Linked DNA regions of Zea mays: region 2 is linked to region 1. Evidence: chromatin contacts called from public Hi-C data. All regions are on one chromosome and are shown on one strand. Each heading gives the region's core, a stretch centred on a gene start, on an enhancer-like site or on the middle of the called end of the contact. The rest is flanking DNA. Distances are from core to core; before and after follow the strand shown. Region 1 holds the start of LOC103631769 (O-fucosyltransferase family protein). Region 2 holds the start of LOC100382155 (HNH endonuclease).

Region 1 (2,760 bases), core at 210-2,709:
CTCTCTTTATTTGAATCTTTTCTTGGTCTTTTTATTAGTTTGTTGTGAACCTTTGGCACTTGTAAAACTTATAATCTAGAGCAAACTAGTTAGTCCAATTATTTGTGTTGGGCAATTCAACCACCAAAATCAATTAGGAAAAGGTGTAAGCCTATTTCCCTTTCACTTTGCCTCTGGCTCAGGCCAATGGGACATAGGACCATACAAACACTCTCTAAAATGACACTTACGCCAACCGTATGGTTGCAGGAGAATAAATTAGTAAATTTATGCAAAAAATAACATAATTTTGGATATTTGTTATGCACTCACATAATCAATGTTGGGACATACGAAGTACTTCAGAGTGTCCTCACATAAGACAACATGATCTCCACAATTGCATCGAGGCGGAGACTCCAGTCGTCTTTTCTGTGGCTAAGTCCTTCTCCTCATCCGTCATTGGTGGCAGATTCAGGGGAGGAGGCACCCAACGCTTAAAAGTTCATGACTATTCCTTTCGCACAACCAATAGGCGAAAAGGAGATACTGAGGGTCAAATTTATCAGGACCGTCAATCCACTGGAAAAACACCTCAGGTGCTAATACACAAATGGAATGACACATTAATACACATCTAGTAAACAATAATAACATACAAGTCATAAGCTACGTACGTTAAAACCACCACAAAGGTAGACGCAGCGAACAACCGTGTCTGGATGTTTGAATTGACATACCCAAGCCGATCTGCCACAATCACAATTAGACACAGGAAGATCAGGTGGAACATGAGCATCCTTACTAGATACATCCGAATATAACTCTCGAGGACGACATCTCTTCTGCCACAACACCCTCGATACATATCTTTTATCTAAGAAACGATTATATTTTAACACAACTATATGCAAATAACAGAAATTATTTTAACTTACAAATACACCTATTTCACAATATCTAACAAATTATAGTCATTATATGAACTATATATCCTAGGAATCATAACTAATAGCAATATGAGCAACAATCAAAACTAGACAACGCAATATACGTAATAAACGAATCAGTGAGACACCATACCTTGGTCTACAAAGTTTCCAACTCGAATACGAAAATTCGAGCAACTCTTGTTGGTTTGGAAGAAGATTGAAATGGCTGGACGCAACTCTCGTCCAGGAAACAACCGATTTATACTCCCCTAGCTCGGTGACAAGATTTGTGGTGCCTAGCTTGGCGCCAAGATCTATGGCGTAGAGTTAGGAGACACGTCGGCGACACAGCAGCCCTGATCGTCGCTGCCACGTTAGAGCTCGGTGCCATAGGCTATTGGTGGTGCCATAGGCTATGGTGCCGAGATGTGCTGCCTCGGCGCTATAGATCATGACATCGAGTAAAGGATACAAAACATGAAATAAGTCTTTCAAGTGTCTAAAAATGATTTTTTATTAAAATAAAAAAATTTCGGCCACTATGGCGGTTGGCTTCATCGTCACCGCGCTACACGCTACACTCGACCAGTTCCTACTCCCCAGGCCAACAAAATCACCTCCCGCACCTCCGCGATTCTTCTCGAAGACTCGAACCGCCTGGAATCAGAATCGCCGTTGTCGGGAATCGCTCCGATGCCCGCGGCGATCGGGAGGCGGCCGCCCGAACGCCGGGTCTAGACCTCGCGTGCGATGGCGAGGTCGAGGCCTAGGGTTTGGCTCGTGGCGGGCTGCGCCGCCGTCATCCTGTGGGCCTCCGTCGCGCAGCTCGTCGCCGTCGGCCGCTTTCTCCTCCTTTTCGGCCTCGTGGGCGACGCCGATCCCTCGCCGCCACCTTCCGCGCTTCCGCCCCCGAGTGCGTGGTTTCCTTAATGTGTTTGTATTTCTAGTGTAGTTCGATTTGATTTGGTGCTTATCACTGCTCTATTGCATCATTCATTGCATGGAACTTCATAGAGTACTGAGCGAGTAAAAGTGGAAAAATATTGTGAGTTACATTACAAATGCTGAAGGGTATGAGTATCTGTTTCGTACGAGTGCACAGCTGTTATTGTTTGTACGCAACTTGCCATGGGCACGTTTAGTAAGCTGTAAATGTTGCTGCTGAATGCATTGATGCGACTAATGATATAAAAATAAAAGTATGTTGACTTGGAAAGTCAAAGTCATGCCAAACTTATACTGTTGTATACCGATGCTTTGATCGATTGAAAGCCTTGTACCTTTCTAGAGGCACTATTGTGAAATGTGAAGTCACGAATAGGCTTCCTGTTTTGTTGAAAACTTGAATTAAACTGTTGTAGATTCTGTAGACCGTTGTTGATACACGGTTTTGCTGCATTCAATCGCCACTGGAATACGGCAATTTGATCACTGTTAAATTTTCCAGGAATATACATGAGCAATGGTTATCTGAAGATATCTTGTAATGGGGGTCTGAATCAGATGCGCTCAGAGGTTATTATTGTCTACTTCTTCCATTCACCATTTTATTTCTTTTTTCTTTCTTAACTCTATTTGCTTTTTGATACCTCCATTTTGTTCAGATTTGTGACATGGTGGCAGTTGCTCGTCTTCTAAATCTCACTATGGTTGTCCCCGAACTTGACAAGAGATCATTCTGGGCTGATCAAAGGTAACCACCATTTTCTTTGAGGGATGCAGTCTATGGAATTAACCATATTGACATCTAAAGCGAGTAGTGCTTGTTATGGTTGACAGTAATTTTGGAGATATATTTGACGTGAGGCATTTCATCAACTCTTTGAGAGATAAGGTGCACATCATTGAA
Region 2 (2,700 bases), core at 154-2,653, 180 kb before region 1:
AGATCAAGTCCCCCGGTATGGTGGGCTCCTACTTAGGTAAAGCCATGGTAGGTCCTCAGGGGTCAAAGCATCAGGACCATGGGTTCATCAATAATCTCTTTTTAGGGGGGGGGGGTTAGAAGATGTCTTGTCATCATATGAGGGTATGGTTTTCTTCGGGCACTGACATAGGCCCTCAGGTTTCGTTGCTAGTGCGACAACGGTGATGGAGGCCCACCAACGTCCACCTTGCTAAGACGAGCAGGAGCCATGATGAGAGATTGGTATGGTAGAGGAAGAATTGGTGGCTCTCTTATACAACCGGAGCACCAGATTTGCCGATGAGAGGACAACAAAGCGACCTTGATATAGATCTTGACCAAATCGAGGATTAGAATTAGGGTTAGGGTTACGGAAATGAAACGATAGAGGACAAGAGTTCGAGATATAGGTAAATATGATAGATAAGATGATCGGTAAAACACTGGAGACATGTTGCAATGACTTGCTAGCGTGCCTCGCCTAGACGAGTGAGAGTCGAGATGTGACTCAAGAGAAGTCGAGAGAACTCAGAGGAGGTGAAGGCAAGTATGGGAGGAGAGATGATCGTAGGAGTGAACTGACTATAGAAATAGACATACCAGAACTGCATTGTCTCCTTTCATAAGGAGCATTAGAAATAGATAGATGAGACCATAACCACACGTCTCCTTACACATAGAGATTGCAAAATAGCAAAGTGTCAACACTTGGGGTGGTGAAATTAAATATTTTTAGAGGGATTTACAATTTTGTCGCTATCGACAGTGGACTTCGCTAATTTGCCATCGGACCCACAAATCATAGACACAAATAGACCCACAAACCAGAGACGTAGATGGCAAAATAGCAAAGTGTCAACACTTGGGGTGGCGAAATTGCAAATATTTCTACACAAACCATGTTCGTGCTGGCACCACATGCCTTTTTTGTGGCCTAAGTATGGCATGAGCCTCGTACCGAACTAGCACGAGCCTACGTGCCTATTTGTTTCAACTTTTTTTTCTGATTCTGACCATCAAAAGCTGCTGTGGACTGACAAACACCTAATTTTTCAGCATGCTTATATGAGAATCACTTCGGTAAAAATTGTCCAAAATCAACGATCAAGCCGTCATGATAGTAGGATCCTGTCACTTTTTAGACCATAAACTTTATGAATGTCTTTATCTTACTTCGCACGTAATTCTCATAATAATTAAAATTTCCTCATATAGTTAGATTATCAAAATGGTTCGTCAGAAAAAGCCGAAACAAACGTGACATACGGCTTTCGGCCCATGCCAGGTTTGGGTCGGGCTTTGGTGGGTCGGTCACGGGCAGCCAGATGGGTAACATGTATATCCGCAAGGCACCCCCGAGCGGCTCATCTCATCGGCGACTACCAAAGAGCAATGGTGGGACGGAAGCCGATGCGCCGGCGCCGAAGTGACCGGCAACCGCCGCCGCAATCCTTCGGCGCCACGGCTCGCCCGAGTTCCCCACGCTCGTTCGACTCCACAACCGCCGCCGCTGCCGCAGTTGCCACCGACCTGGACGAGCTGCTGCTGACGGCGCCGCCGCCGTCCGCGTCGGAGCCCCGGAGCTTCTCCTATGCGGTGAAACAGCAGTGCTGGGAGAAGGCGGAGCGGCTGCCCGGACGTGACCCGGAGAGGTGGCGCCGCGATGCGCTCGGCAACATCGTCTTCCGCAAGCTCGTGGGTTGCCCCGGCTGCCTTTGCCACGACTACGACCACATCGTCCCCTACTCCAAGGTCCCTGATTCCAACGACAATCCCAAATCACTTGTTCCGAGTTCCGACGCTTCCCCTTGCTATTAGTCTATTATTTTTTGTGGAGATTGATGCAAAACCCTGGGAACCCAGCGGTTCCTGGACCTCGATAAGACACTAATATATGTTCTTCCAAATTTTAGTGCTTTTAGATGGTATTCCCTCCGTTATTTTTCAGATGTCGCGTTTTAGTTCAAAAATGAACTAGTGGACGGCAAATATTTGAGAGCGGAGGTAGTATATACGCTGAGTTTTTTTGTGCTGTTGTATCAGAAAATCACTGACCCTGTTAAATTGACAGGGCGGGAAGAGCACATTGGAGAATTGCCAAGTTTTGCAGGTACATCATGTTTATTCTTCTGTACGAAGTCTTCCCATCGTTGTTGTTTTGAGAATCACTCCGTTGGGAGTAAAATACAATTTCGGTTCTTAAACTTGTGTGACTGTGTTATCTCGGTCCATAAACTTTTAAAATATGCCTCTTTAATCGTTGTTCGGGTCTCTGTTACATCCAAAACAGATCGAAACAGATAAGGTACCTCTTCCTCTTCTCCATGGATGTTAAAGAGGCAAAAGAAACAGGCAGAGAGAAGCAACACCAGATGATCATGGGGTTGCTGGCGGTGAAGAAGAAGCAACCCATGCATAGTACGCGAGCGGAAGATCATCAAGAGCACCGCCAAAGACGGCAAGAAGGCCTGGGTGCTGGCCTGTCCAGCGCAGGGATCGCCACCCTGCCGCTGCAGCAGCTTCTGTGGCCATGGCATCGAGGTGCGTGTCGGCGCGGACGCCATGGTCCTTGAGCACTGGGAGCCCATGCAAGAAGGCCTTCTGGTTTCGGTCCATCCCAAAGGAGCCCATACCAGTGCGGTCTACCGCTTCATGGCCCTTGCACGGTGCGCCAACGCCC

Evidence for each region. Hi-C and Micro-C count contacts between places; a contact is called where the count stands out from the background.
Region 2: a Hi-C map of leaf shows a contact between it and region 1, with 5 times the contacts expected there. The contact joins the promoter of LOC100382155 here to the promoter of LOC103631769 in region 1. A contact is called at or near these places in 3 of 25 Hi-C or Micro-C datasets (bundle sheath, leaf and tassel).

What each region holds. Positions count from the first base shown.
Region 1 is chr1:14,784,918-14,787,677 of Zm-B73-REFERENCE-NAM-5.0, reverse strand. LOC103631769 (O-fucosyltransferase family protein) reads left to right here and starts at 1,459. Exons shown (of 8, transcript XM_008653232.4): 1 at 1,459-1,824; 2 at 2,359-2,426; 3 at 2,516-2,604; 4 at 2,691-2,760. The coding sequence starts at 1,662.
Region 2 is chr1:14,966,045-14,968,744 of Zm-B73-REFERENCE-NAM-5.0, reverse strand. It overlaps LOC100382155 (HNH endonuclease), which reads left to right and starts at 1,403. Exons shown (of 4, transcript NM_001174915.1): 1 at 1,403-1,772; 2 at 2,092-2,130. The coding sequence starts at 1,413.